2 separate regions of the Mus musculus genome follow, and region 2 is linked to region 1. A link is a contact called in public promoter capture Hi-C data. All regions are on one chromosome and are shown on one strand. Each heading gives the region's core, a stretch centred on a gene start, on an enhancer-like site or on the middle of the called end of the contact. The rest is flanking DNA. Distances are from core to core; before and after follow the strand shown. Region 1 holds the start of Zfp286os (a long non-coding RNA gene). Region 2 overlaps Hs3st3b1 (heparan sulfate (glucosamine) 3-O-sulfotransferase 3B1).

What was found. Promoter capture Hi-C pulls out the DNA fragments that hold promoters and counts their contacts.
Region 2: a promoter capture Hi-C map of pre-B cells shows a contact between it and region 1, with 7 times the contacts expected there. The contact joins the enhancer-like site here to the promoter of Zfp286os in region 1. A contact is called at or near these places in 6 of 39 promoter capture datasets (the 3T3-L1 cell line, cranial neural crest, frontonasal cranial neural crest and 3 more) and 6 of 484 Hi-C or Micro-C datasets (B cells, cerebral cortex, cortical neurons and 3 more).

Annotation. Positions count from the first base shown.
Region 1 is chr11:62,755,480-62,758,179 of GRCm38.p6, forward strand. It overlaps Zfp286os (a long non-coding RNA gene), which reads left to right and starts at 1,341. Exons shown (of 3, transcript XR_879919.3): 1 at 1,341-1,626. It also overlaps a transcript of Zfp286 not described here.
Region 2 is chr11:63,905,557-63,908,256 of GRCm38.p6, forward strand. The region is part of intron 1 of Hs3st3b1 (heparan sulfate (glucosamine) 3-O-sulfotransferase 3B1); the gene reads right to left. Among named protein-coding and RNA genes, the nearest start is that of Hs3st3b1, 15 kb to the right of the region's middle. Within about 2 kb of position 1,350, at least 92 of the 459 cell types and tissues checked have an H3K27ac peak or open chromatin away from gene starts, as enhancers often do. A contact at or near this core is called in B cells, pre-B cells and pro-B cells, where this site is marked.

The DNA.
Region 1 (2,700 bases), core at 91-2,590:
CCACTCCAAGTCTTCTGGGGGTGAAAACCAGGTTTTTATTTCCTGCATTGAGGAGGTGCTCGGGTGTGTTTAGCATTCCTGGCTCCCTAGTGCTCAGTGGTTACACGGGCCTTTGTCCCCCCAACAGAGAGCACTTTCTTTTACACATAATAACTTTTATTGGGGTGGCCCCATTTTTTATAGGTCAAAAAATGTGGCTCTGGTCTCAGTTGAAGGAGTGTGGGTGAGGCAGAGAAGCTTCGAGATTCCAGAACAGTAGATGCCCCCCAGACAACGCAGCAGGCAGGAACCAGTAGACCCCGACTTACCAGGGGTCCAATTGCAAACATCCCAGCAGCCATCTCTGCTTCTGCTTTCTGAAAGGGTGGCTGTCCTGCCGAGAGGAATGTAGGGAAGAGTGGTAAACCGTGCAAACCAGTCCTGCCTTAGAAACTTCAGACTCACCACGCAGGAACCCTGAGACAGGGCTCCCATGAGGGAACACAGGGATGAGCCCCATGAAACACAGGGAAGACCCCTGCAACATCAGTGAGATCCAACTTGTCTCTCCCCCCCGCCCCCGGAGATCTAGGGTTCATAAGATTATTAAATGTAGTCACAGCTGGTTGGTCTGACATTGCACAAGCAACTTTAAAAACACATTCTCATTTAATCTTTACACTAATCTGATGGGCATTATTATTCCAATACACAAAATTTAAAAAGTTCTCTAAAGCTGTCTCAAAGAACAAAAGTGGCCAGTGCTAACCACCCTTGCAGCATCTTATCCCTTTAACCAAGACACAAGCCACACAGCTAGACACAGTGTTTAGCCTGTTTGTGACCTGAAGTTTCCAGAAAGAAAAAAGAAAAAAAAAAAAAAAAAAAGACACACCTGTGTTAAAGATTGTACAAACAAGGCGGATCGATTAATAATAAACTTTAGTGATTCTGGAGAACTGGAATGTTGTAGCTCTGCACCCTTTCTTCGTCTACCTGAGTTTGACTTAACATCTACTCTATGAGTATTAGGTAAATTCTTTTAGAAACTACAAGAGTTTCTTCCATCTACTGCACAATTATCAACAGACTTAAGGAGAAACCTCACTTGTGGTTCCCGTATCAGTGCATTTAAAAGTAAAGAAGGAAGGGTGCACGCTCTGGCAGCGCTTACAGCACCCTGGACCAGTCCAGCATGTCCCAACCAATGCACATTATTCTATTCCACGATCGTGCCAGGGAATGACAAATGGCTTAAAAAGGGATCATTTGAAATGGCTTAAAATCAGCCAGCCAGTGCAAGCTGCCCGGTGAAGGAATGCAGCTCAGCTCTCAGGCTAAGCCATCTCCGGTGAGGCTGGCCTTGGATTGTCCACCCTCCTCTCTGACGCGGTCCGCTGCTCCGGCCCGGGTAGGGCTGAGGTCTTGGTGACGCTGCAGCTCTGAAGCTCCGCTCCACCAGAGGGCGCAGGGGAGACCTACAGCATCCCGCCTCTGTGGCCCAGGCCGCTCTCCTCAGGGATGGGAGGGTCCGATAGGCTAGGTCCGGATCGGCCAGGCCGTGCACTCACGAAGGGAAAGCGCACCCCCGTCTGCACCCGGGCAGAAGTACCTGGCGGCCGCTGTGTGCCCGGCAGAGGGCGCTCGGTGAGCACGGAACCGCGCCGCAAGGCGGCCAACGTTAACCTTCATTCAGAGACTCTTCATTTAACCTTCCTCGCGATTAAGAACAGTTTACTGATTATCAACCTTCCGCGCAATCTAAGAAATACAATCACATTGGAATGTTTGTGTCTAGAGGCCACGGCCGTGTCACTCTCTAGCACTAGGAACCTTTGGCAAGATCTTTTCTAAGGTCACCTCTGTGTTGCTAAAGAAAGGCACCCAGAGAGCAGAGAGGCCACCTATAAAGTCTCAGAAGCCAGGAGAGTTGGTGAATGTCCACACTTTGCTTGGCTTTGAATTTCTTGATTGGAAAACTGGCGATATCTATCTACACTATCATTTTTGGTTCTTTAACTTTCCTGACAGGGATGAAAATATGCTAAAGGGGTCTGGTGCCAGCCAGTGGGGAAACTTAGGTCCGGGAAAGAGATTTCACACAGTTCTGACATCATACCGGTCCATCTTCTTTCTACAAGAGACTGGATCTTTGATGATGGACAGGTTCACACTTTGACCAGTCTGGAAGTGTATCCTGGGACTCAGGAACCCAGGAGCCACACTGCTCAGAGGGGAGAAGGTTATCCCGATGGAAGAGCATCCCGAGACACCCGGCCCAGGAACCACACAGCTCTGAGAGGAAGTCTCCTCAGCAGAGGCATTGCAGCTCCCAGGAGAGGGTCTCCCCAGCTGAGCCGAGTTGCTCACGAGGCTCACTCAGCCTTGCTCCCCTTTTCTCATTCTTCCCTTCTCTTCATTGCTTCTTGGCTGCTTCTGATAAGAGAGTCCCACCAGACAGCAAATCTCAGGAAAGAGATCTAGTGGAAGGATGAATCCAGGGAGACGAGGGACAAATCCAGGGGTGGCTGCCACTGCTCCCAGGAGTGGACAGCAAGAAGTTGAACCAAGAGCAGGGTTTACACAGCTAGGGGCGGAGCTTTTGGGGGGCGGGAGGAGAACCCCCACAGAGATTTCCGGATTGAGGATTGGTAGGATTTCAAGTCCTGAGCTTGGGGGAGCTCAGGGATTGGTGGGTTTCTCTGTTCAGGGATTGGTAGC
Region 2 (2,700 bases), core at 100-2,599, 1.2 Mb after region 1:
GCAAAAAATGCAAAGAAACAAACAATAGCAACGGAATCCCGTGCCACGGGACAGTACCTCAGTGTTTAGGAGTCACAGACCCTGAGAAAGCTAAGAGTCCTCTGTGCAGCAAATAAGTGGAAGCTGGCCCTCAGCTTCAGGAGTGCACAGACACAGGGTAAGAGCTCCCGATGCCAGCCCACCAGCTGGCCACGAGCCTGCTCAAGGTGCTAACAGGCCAGAGTGGACAGAGATGATGGTATCGTCTGGGTTTTCTGATCCCATCCCATGGGGCCCATGGGTTCAGCTCATTCTCCGATATTGGCTGTGAGGTTGAGGCCGTTCATTGTCTTTCATTAAACTTTGAAAGGGTGGGGTCTAAGCGGTTCAGCCAAACCTCCAGGACACCGACCTGCACGATGCTCAAAGTCCCCGCTACAGAACCACAGCAGCTTGCCTCTGGTAAGGAAGAGGCAGCCTTGCCCTACGTCAGCCATGTTACCACGGAGCCCTGCAGATGGAGCAAGCAAAGGATGGAGACACAAGGGGACCCTCTGGTGCTTTACATTAAAAGGAGGGGGCAAAGTAGCTTAGGGAGGAGAAGCCTCTGGACCCCAAGATTTATATAGGGCAATAGGGAAGCAGGAACGCAGACTCTAGACAGCTGAATTTCTAGGGTCATGTCCATCCCGAGGCTATGGTTCTCAGATGGGCCATCCCCACCGCCCACCCCCACGTGGTGGTAATCTCAGATGGTTAAGGAGCTAGAAGGGAAGCCAGCCTATGGGATCAACATGTGCAAATATCATCACCATTGCTCTCTGACCCATCCATTATCACCAACCTCCTTTGGAAAGAGTTCGGTCTCTGTCCTCCCTGCCTGCCAGTCAAACCTGAAAAGGTCTGGTTTCAAATTTGATATGAACCACATATATGAGGTGGTATGGACGTACAACAGGGGTTGGTTATTAACAAGCTACCTATGTAACTAGAGTCCCACAAGGCCTCAGAGGGTCCCAGATACCATCCAGGTGATAAGTGTACTCAGATGTTGGTTGACACAAAGCGTGTGATGGCATAACGAACCATTGTGTGTGAGGGAAGCAGATTAATTTAGGAAGCAGAAGTGAAACCGTCTCTAAAGTCAGTAGTCACAAAGCTAAAAGCCCACTTCTTTGCCTTCCCCAGCTCCGACGAGCCCACTTTACAGAGCAGGCTTTCAGTCTTTTCTCAAGTGTATCGCAGTCCTACAGAAGGAAAGCACTTGCCCAAATGTTGAGACCGAATTTCAGGCCAGAATTGCTCAATGCTGGCTTGGCTGGGGACAAATGCTTCCGAAATAAAGAGCTGGAGGAGTTTCACAGGCCAGGCAGGCTGGCTGGGCAGAGGAGGTGGCCTGAGGCTCTCTGTGTCCTAGGCTCTCCTCCCTTCCACTCAACCCCAGCTGTGAAAGGAAGAGAGAGGTCCAAAAGCTAAGGCCAGAAGCCAGAGCTCAGTGGGTCTTTAGAAGAGGGGAGAGTCAGGAAGCTGTGTCAGACTGCCTGGGCCCACTCACACCAGGAACAAACGGCTAATAAATCAGGCCTGCTAAGTCACTGAGGCAAGGAGTGAAAGGCCATCCCATAGGCTGGCTCTCCTTCTAGCTCATTAACCATCTGAGATTACCACCAAATGGGCAGGGGGGTGGCCTCTGAGCTGAAAATTAAATTAGCCTAGCTATAAACCAGACAGTGGATTTGTCTGTTGAGTCAGTGATGGGAAGGGGGGGGGGACCCCAGCCACTGGCTAGGTCTCTATAATTTCTTATCCCCTGACCCAGCCTCTCCTTTGGTGGTCAGATAAAAGGGCACAGCAACACAGTTTACACTGTGCAAAAGAATGAAGAGGGTGTTTTGTTGTTGCTGCTGTGTTTTGAGATAGAGGTTGTACTAAGTAGCCTCAAGCCGAGATCCTCCTGCTTGCTTGCCAAGTGCTGGGAGTTTAGGTGTGCACTACACCGTCTTTGCTAGAGTTGACCATCTTAATGACGTTTGGCAACTGAGGCCTGAGGTTGATGGCTCATGCCTACAGTATACTTGGCTAGCATGTACAAGGACCCGGGTTCAATGCTCAGGAAGAAGTTTGACATTGAGGGAAACAAAAATGAAATGTGTTGAGATCAGAAAGAAAGAAAGAAAGAAAGAAAGAAAGAAAGAAAGAAAGAAAGAAAGAAAGAAAGAAAGAAAGAGAGAAAGAAAGAAAGAGAGAAAGAAAGAAAGAGAGAAAGAAAGAAAGAACCAACCAAAAGGGTGGGGTTGGTTGGAAATAAGGAGCCAATGAGGATAGAATCGGCCATATAGCCCTCATCCCTGGCCCCTGGAACGGGGAGGGGGTTGACCACATCCTCAGACAGATGGCTACCTACAGGCCCACCCATTGACTGCCGAATGGGTACCCTGGCTCCAGCATCCCCCTCTTCAGCACCCAGGAATGCTGTGTGGAGAGTCTGCAGCTGCTCCAGCTGCAGGTCTCTCTTGGAAGTAGAATTTCTAATTACAGGGCTTTCCTTTAATGACAGACTCCACCCCAACAACCAGCAGTCACTTTGAGGATGTATACCCTCTCCCTCATCATGAAGGCGCTCTAGCAATGGCCTTTGATTCTAGGCGCCATCTTTTCTGCTCACCAGCAAAAGCAGTCCTTGCTGAAAACTGTTCAACAGAATTGTAACTTTGGCTTCCG